2 separate regions of the Hordeum vulgare genome follow, and region 1 is linked to region 2. A link is a contact called in public Hi-C data. All regions are on one chromosome and are shown on one strand. The core of a region is the stretch at or near the end of the contact, and the rest is flanking DNA. Distances in the headings are between cores, read along the strand shown. Region 1 holds the start of LOC123449136 (protein MOS2-like). Region 2 holds the start of LOC123449131 (type II inositol polyphosphate 5-phosphatase 15-like).

Region 1 (3,820 bases), core at 220-2,719, 860 kb before region 2:
TCTGGGTCCCCAACGTACTCTGCAATCTGATCATATTTCACACGCACCATGTCTTTTGTATCCGCATCCTCCACCACTGCAGTCTCTGCCTCTGAATTCTTCTCTACCAGATGCCCATACACCCCCTTGTGCTTCCCACAGAGCACAAGCACTCGCCCGTTTGTCCGCGGCAGGACTGTTTCGAGCATATCCTGCTCCACCCCCTGCACAAGCTCTGACCCATCATCCATCATTATGTCACATGTCGTCAGCCCAACCACATCGACAATTTTGGCCTTCTGCAAGTACAACCTTTTGCTGAACCTCTCATTAACCACTCTAACTCTAATATTGCTCTGTAACCAGCGCACTTTGTTACCAACATCACGGCTACTCTTTTCTTCTCGACTATCCCGAGTATTTCTCTCTTTCTCCCGAACCTCCCTCTCGGCCCTAAGATCACCAGATCTCTTCTGCCGGGCACTTGAATCCCTCTCCCGGACTCTGTCTTCCTTGTCCCTATCTCTCTTCTTTGCATTTCCATTCTCTGTCGCCTTCTTTCCACCATTCTCTGCCGCCTTCTTTCCACCATTCTCTGTCGCCTTCTTTCCACCAATAACCCAGTCGCCGGAGCGAGTCTTCTTAGGGTCTGCCTCAGAAGGGTCGTAGCCTAATCCCAGTGTACCGGCACGGCGGTTATACTCAACAACCTTGGCATCTCCCTTGTTATTGCGGCCAATCCCTTTGCCTTCCGACCAGCCGTAACCAGCAAGGAGGGCAGCACCAAAGCCCTCCACAGGCACCTCCTCGAACTCGTCTATACCACGGTGGTCGGGGAGGCTGGCCATGTCTTCCTTGTACCGTCGCAGCATAAGGTCGCCGCTGGAGCCGCCATCTCTGGCTGGAGAGGTGGGCTTCTTCTCTGCTTCCTTGGAAGACTGCGTCTTACCCGACTCCGTGGCGTCGGCCTCAGCGTCGGCGTCGGCGTCGGCGCCGCGTCGGGTGAGGCCATAGCCTATGTGGGAGGAGGGGTTGTCGGGGGCCTCGGAGGTGTCGAGCACGAACGTGGGGCCGCCGGCGGTGGAGGCGGCAAGCGCGGCCTCCTCCTCGGGGGTCGGGAGGGAGGAGGATCTGCGTGAGCGGTGGTTGAGGAAGTGGCCGGAGTTGGGGAGGGGCGCGATGACGGCGGACCCGGCGCCGGCGGCTAGGGTTTGCGACGGATCGAACTCGGTGACGAATTGCTGGGCGGGGGCAGCGGCCGCGGAAGCGGAGCCGCCGCTGGCGGCGGAGGAATCGGCGCCGGCGGCTGGGCGGGGCGGCTTGGGCGGCCTTAGCTTGGAAGGGATGGAGAAGGACAGCTTCTTCTCCTTCTCCATGGCGGCGGCGATTTGGGGGAAAGCGTGTGGAGTCTGTGGGGGACGCAGAAACACGAAAAAAATACTCCAGGAAAGAACGAACTGAGTTCGGGTGACGTTGAGACTCGCGGTCTATTCAGACTCGGTATCGGCTGAGGCCCCCGGTGGTCCATTTGAAAGGCTTTCTGCATTTTTATGGGTTTGGCCCAGCAAGCTTTGTTTTTTAAATAATCTCGTGAAGCTTCATTACGGTCAATCCCTAACCAAACATTACAGGTACGAAAGAGAGATCACCGGGATGCCTAACCAAAGTTTACAGGTACGAAAGAGAGATCACCGGGATGCCTAACCAAACATTACGATCAATCCCTAACCTAATAACGTGCTTCATTAAATTGTGAGCCTTGAAATTCGATCTCCTAAACTCATGGACAAAATTACAGAAAGTCTGACCAAGCTAACAGCGGGCACCCGAATCAATGGTGGGTTGGACGGCAAATCCGATCGATGTGATCGTTTGAAGTTGGCGCCCGATCGCTTTGGCCTGCCCATGTGCGTAGTGGGCACCCCTGTTCTCTATTTAAGGTTTATTTTTATTTTTGTTTTTCTTTTCTATTTTGTGTTTCTTATGCTTCATTACAAAATGAGATTCAAAAAAAAATTACGAACCTGAAAAATGTTCTCAAATTAAATAAATATTCCTGAATTCGAAAAATAAATCTCAAATTTGATTTTTCTTTTGCAAACTCAAACATGATCTTGATTTAGAAAGATGTTCATGAATTTGAAAATTTATTCATGAATTTCGAAAACTGGTGGCCAATTAAAAAACAGTAATTCAAAAGTTTCGTCTTTTATAAAATTTCACAAAATTTATTTTACTTTTGCAAATTTTAATAAATGTTAACAAATTTCATAATAATTCATTACATTTGAAAAATTCTTTGTGAATTAAAAAATTGTCCAAGAATGGAAAAAATATATTCATGTATTCAGTGGTTGTTCATGAGTATGAAAAAGTTCACGTTTTTATAAAAAGGTCAGGAATTAAAGAAAAATGAAAAATAAGAATAAATAATAGATGAAAAAGAGAAGAAGAAAAATAAATATATTAAAAGGACAAAAGGAAAAAAATATTAGAAATGAAACAAGAAAATACTGGTTTAGGGAAAACAAGAATGGGTGGGCGCGGGGTGGGTACGCGGTAGGTCGCTACGCGTGAAATAAGAACCAGTAGCGACAATTGTCGCCACGCCACGCACGGGTTCCCATGGGCCAGACTAGTAAAACTTGTGCTGTTTGGATGGCTCGCTTGCTTTATGTAGTTGGTTAGAAATTTTGGTAGAAAAAAGTTTAATGGTTTGAATAAACAACTCAAATCTGAAAAAAAGGATTTGAGAAATATTTATTGGTTTTCAAAATGCACATTTGAAAAAATGTTTATTGAAAACAGATCGTATTTTTTTAAATGAAAAAAAAAATTGAAGAAGAAAAACGCACATTTAAAATAAAAAAATAAAACAAAAAACAAGGGAGAACTGGTTGGCAAAAAAAAAAGAAACCTTGTAGAAGGTTCCCAACGTCAGGATAACCTCTGTAATATTTATGGGTCTGGCCATTTTCTGTTCTATTGTGTGTTACGCACGTGTAAACTCTATTTGGCTCATGACAAAATGAAAAAGGTGTAGGTATAAAGCACACTTGTACAGTACTGGGCCCAACCCAATATTCCTGTGCCCCTCTTTCTAGGTCCAGTCCCAAGCTGATAAATGGTCGCATGCATACCGGAGCATTCCCCAAATTTGCCATATTTTGGATGACGACACCCGCGGAGGAGTGCACCTGCGTCTTTGACCATTGTGGACTCGTAGAAGCTTTGTCTTGGCGGCTGTAGACTTTGGTGCAGGATGACTCCCACGCATATTGGTCTGGATTCATCGTGGCTCCATGTGAGGCATTTGAGGATAGTGGACGATGGTGTCAAATGGAGGTTCTTCAGTTTGGTGTTCCTAAGTGGCATGACACGTCGCTCTTTGGGATATGGATGACTTCACCTTCAGCATCTTCGGGGAGTTTCTTGGATTCAAATGCTAGAGGACCCGACACGGCTTTGGGCCTCTCTTGGCGCGATCACAATCTTCGTCTCGAGCATACTCTCCACCATAGTACAACCTTTTGATGGTTCATGGCGGGTTGCGGGTGAGGGCCCAATTTAGCTCTCCTTGGAGACTTGGAGCAAAGTCTGCATAAATGCATGGCTGTCGTGTAGAGAACTTTTGTAATGTGACTCTGTATCGTCGAGAACCTCTTGAAGAAGTTGGAGGGATTCACTTGTTTTTTGCTGCAGGGAGAAAGGTTTGCTCCGAACTGAGCCCATCCTCAAGTTGGAAAACCAATTTTGCGCTAGCTATTGGGATGAGACAGAGGAGGAAAAGGTTGTACATTTCCATTGCGCCACCAGTGGGCTGCTTGAGCTTGCTCGGGAA
Region 2 (4,351 bases), core at 1,579-4,078:
CACAAAGTGATTACATCGAATAGATCATCATGAAGATGCGATGAACTTTGTATTGAAGGACACACACACACACACAGAGAGAGAGCCATCTAGATACTAGCTATATATGGACCCGTAGGTCTGTGGTAGACTACTCACACATCACCATGGGAACAATAAGGTTGATGTAGAGGTCCTCCATGACCGATCCCCCCTCCATCAGGGCACTGGAATAGGGATCCAGATGGGCACACGACGGAACAGAGAATTGTGGTAGAGGATAAAAGTGTTTCGGAAGATTCCCAAGGGTTTTTGGAATATATGAGAATTTACAAGCCAGAGAAGGAGGCGGGGAGAGTCAAGGGGTCCCATAAGCTAATAGGGCGCGACCACCCCCCTTAGACGCGCCCTCTTGGCTTGTGGGGCCCTCGTGCAACCTTCGTTCTTCTCCCCAAACTTCGAGGTCTTCTTTTGGTCCAGAAAAAATCATCAAAAAGTGTCTTGGTATTTGGACTCCGTTTGGTACGGTAACCTGAAAAAGACCAAAACATACAGAAAACAACGACTGGCACTTGACACTAGGTTAATAGGTTAGTGGTCAAAGATAATATGAAATCAGTAAATAAATGCCCAAAAAGCATCCTAGAATGATAATAATATATCATGGAACAATAAAAAATTATAGATATGTTGGAGATGTATCACATCCAAAGGCCAAGCTCTCTCTCGGCGGCAGGCCGACGAAAGCGGAACAAGATCCGATCAAAGACTGGTCTCTAGCCTGCACATCCCGTGCGTGGTGTGCCAACTAATGGAACGGAGGGCACACGAGGGGTCTATCCATGTCCAGGCCTCCGAAGAGTAATACCCTACGCCTCGCTAGTTTTTTGATTTATAGTGGAGGGATACCTCATGCGAGGGGGTACAATGGTGTATGAGATTGCTACCGAGAGTTCTCCTATCAGTGGATATATGCAAATGAATGCCCTAGATCTCCCTTTATTTAGGTAGGAGAGGTCCAGGTTTTACACAAAGATGCCATCCAGGCACCGCCACCCTCTTTTCTTGGAGACCACGAAGATTCTGGCCTTAGAGGGTTTCCTCTTTGCCTTGGGCCTGCTGGGTCCAGTGTTTTGTAGGAGCCCAGACTCATCGGCGTTGGTCACCCTTGGCATAGGACCCCATCAATTTTGCAGTTATCTATTTTTAGGTTTATATCAATCCTTTCACAACGAGTGTGTGTGTGACAATACGCGTTTGGAGTGTGGTCCTTAAAAAAAGTACCAACGAGGGATATAAATAACAAGTTGACGTGGGTACATGCGTCGCAGTAGAATCCTGGTTTCCTGCATTACAAATCGATCGAGCGCATGCGAGATTCCAACGAAAACATAAAAATAATCTCATGCAAAAAGGGAACAAAAAACTTCCTATTCCACGTTCTTTCCTTTTTAAGGAAAAAGGGCTATGGTATCGTATTTTTTAATGATCGGATAGCCCATAGCCTGTCTTATGGATGTGAAAAGAAGATTTGATCAATGTACAAGGTTTTCCTTTGTCGGACTAACTATTTACAGGGTACTCATGTCCGTCTAACTATCGGCCCGACGGTGACGCCCGGGAAGGTGCAAAGAACCGTTTGAAAGGGTACCCCACCTGGCTCGATACGACAAGACGGTTCCCGGGAAGAGGTTCCTGGGAATACCATCCAAAAATCCCTCGCTGCCCTGAGGGACCAAGAGGTGGGTTATTGAAAAAGTGTCTTGTGTGGAGTTCGGACGAAGGCCACATCAGAAGACAAATGAAGCTAGTGTTGTGATAAGGCCTGACTCAAGGCTGCATGATGACGCTCTGTGCTCTCATATCATCCACACTATGGTTGAAGGACCCGCACGAGCATGCTAGAGGGCTGTCCTATAACATGGTACATGGGATGGTTAAAAGGGTGCCCCCTTTGGCCATCACGGAAAGAGGCGAGTCTGCCTTTGCCACCATGGTCTCTCTCTCTCCCCCCCCTCTCTCTCTCTCTGTGAAGCGGGAACATGACGATGGCCGCGGAGAGAGGGGAGAGGTGAGAATAGTATAAATGTGAGGGAACCACGATACATTGTTAGGAGGATCTTTGAAATATCAAACGCAAAGAATGAGTAGGGTATTACACCAACACGGTGACCTCAACCTCGGTACTCCGACACGTTCTACTCTTTATTTTTCCTCTTTCGATCGTCCATGACTTATGAAGCTAGACGCGTCCATCCCTGTCCGAACTCATAAAGGTTTGTAGTCGACAACCCAATGTGTGGTCCTTAGAAACCGACAACCTTCTTGTGAGAAGGTGGGTTCTGAGTTGTGTTCTCATTTCTTAGTGTAAAGGAAGGTTTGAGAAGTTTCCTTTTTCTAAAGAGAGAGAAGTTCAGTAGAGCAGTCCTACAAAACGACGACAATGATTAAACCAAATAAGCCCACCATACGACATGGTTCACATTGGACTCACAGGAAACCGACGACACAAGAAGAATTCGAAGCAGCCCAGTACATGGAGAGGACTAGAGTTTCCAATGAACCATGTTGACATAGTTGCACATCGGATTGATTGAACCTGATGACTGCATGACCTAGCTCTTGATGCCAATGTTGGAAATTGCAGGTTATGCGGTCAAAATAAATTCAAAAGGTGCTATGCTAGCAATGTTTTTTTCTTCGTGTGTTTTTCTTTTGGCTGGGAAAAAAGACGTGGGATGAGAACCGTGGGATGAAGAATGAGCGGGCGGGAGCACCGATGGGACATGGGAGCACGTCCAGGGTGGCCCCCGCGCGGCGGGGGGAGCAGTCAAGCCGCGTCCGCGCAAGTCCTTTCTACCTCACCTACTGGTCAGCCTGTCACCCCCGATCTCCGCAATGGCGGATCCCGGCGATACCGCGACACCCGCCGCCGTCGTCTCCTCCCCGTGGGACGATGTCCCCGATGATTTCTTCCTCTCCGCCTCCATCTCGCCCCCTACACCTCCGCCAGCCCCTGATCCCATCCCTTCCACCTCCCCGCCCCATCCATCGGCTTTCCGCTCAGCATCCCTCCCGGTCACCTCCATCCCTGCTGCATCCGCCTCCGCTTCCTTCTCCGATTCCCTCCACCGCGCTGTTGCCCCTCAGCCCATCCACCCCAGCCACTCCCTCCCGGCCTTCTCGGCCGCTTCTCGCCCCGCGGCAGCGGACGTCTGCCCTCCGCCCCCGGGCCCCCACCATTCCAACTCGCTCTCGGAGTTCGCCGCGTCGGCATCCCAATCCCGCGTCCACCGCCCGCCCCCTCGCGCCGCCGTGCGCGCTGACCGCCCGCCCCCGCTGGAGCTGCGCCCGAGGCCACCGAGGGAGTCACAGTCTGGCATCGCCCTCTCTGCTCTCGCCTGCTGCGCTGCTCCCGGTGCCGGGACCTCCACTCACCTCTGGGCGGCGGGCGAGGCCGGCGTCAGGGTTTGGGACCTCGCGGATGCCTTCCGATCACCCACGTCTCCGCGGCGGTGGGGAGACGAGGCCAGCGCGCCCTTTCGGGAGTCGCGCAAGACACCGCCTGCACTCTGCCTCGTGGTTGATCCCGGCCGCGGTTTGGTGTGGAGCGGGCACACCAACGGGCGGATCATGTGTTGGGGTGCTGACCCAAGTCCGGAGGCCGGGGAGTGCATTGGGTGGGATGCACACCCTGGACCGGTATTTGCAATGGTCATCTCTCCATATGGTAATTCCCCTTGGCTCAGTTTCATGTCAGTCAGTATGATCTTCATGCAACCTTGTGACATACTACATTGCAATTGATCACCGTGGTTAATGACATTCATGCCTACACTACCACCATCTGTAAACAAGTGGCTGACACATATCTATTCAAGGAAGTAAAAAATATCAGCAGGAACGCACAATTTACTAATTTATATCAACATAGAAGGGACGCTGAATAGCTTAAATTTATCGTAGAAAATAGTAGTGTCTATGATGCCCAATTTATTTTTTACCTGAAACGTTCTAGTTAATTCTTGAAATGTTGAAACAAATAGCTATCTGACTTAAAGCCATGTCCGAGCATTGCAATGTATCCTGTGAAATCAGTTATCTACATCTAGCTATCTAGTCACAAGGACTGCAGACCTCTCCATGTGGTATAATGTAATAAAGTTGTCCACCTGATTGGTTTAAACAAGTGTTTCTACGCGCTCCCACTTAAAATTTGCATGAATCAGGAAGCACCCAGCGTTACTAATCTGTGAGGGCAGACTACTAAGACCCATGGATCCAAGTCCAAACCCATGCCCTCCCTGTGTTGATGCCGTTATCCTCTGACCCACATCACGACCAACCGCCACTTCAACATGATCTGCCTCGA

Evidence for each region. A called contact is a pair of places that touch in the nucleus more often than the background predicts.
Region 1: a Hi-C map of leaf shows a contact between it and region 2, with 2.4 times the contacts expected there. The contact joins the promoter of LOC123449136 here to the promoter of LOC123449131 in region 2. A contact is called at or near these places in 3 of 6 Hi-C or Micro-C datasets (leaf and seedling) and 1 of 1 datasets of contacts at active chromatin or transcription factors (embryo).

The regions. Positions count from the first base shown.
Region 1 is chr4H:497,731,549-497,735,368 of MorexV3_pseudomolecules_assembly, reverse strand. It overlaps LOC123449136 (protein MOS2-like), which reads right to left and starts at 1,469. Exons shown (of 2, transcript XM_045126234.1): 1 at 1-1,469. The coding sequence starts at 1,355.
Region 2 is chr4H:496,872,996-496,877,346 of MorexV3_pseudomolecules_assembly, reverse strand. It overlaps LOC123449131 (type II inositol polyphosphate 5-phosphatase 15-like), which reads left to right and starts at 2,828. Exons shown (of 11, transcript XM_045126228.1): 1 at 2,828-3,709. The coding sequence starts at 2,878.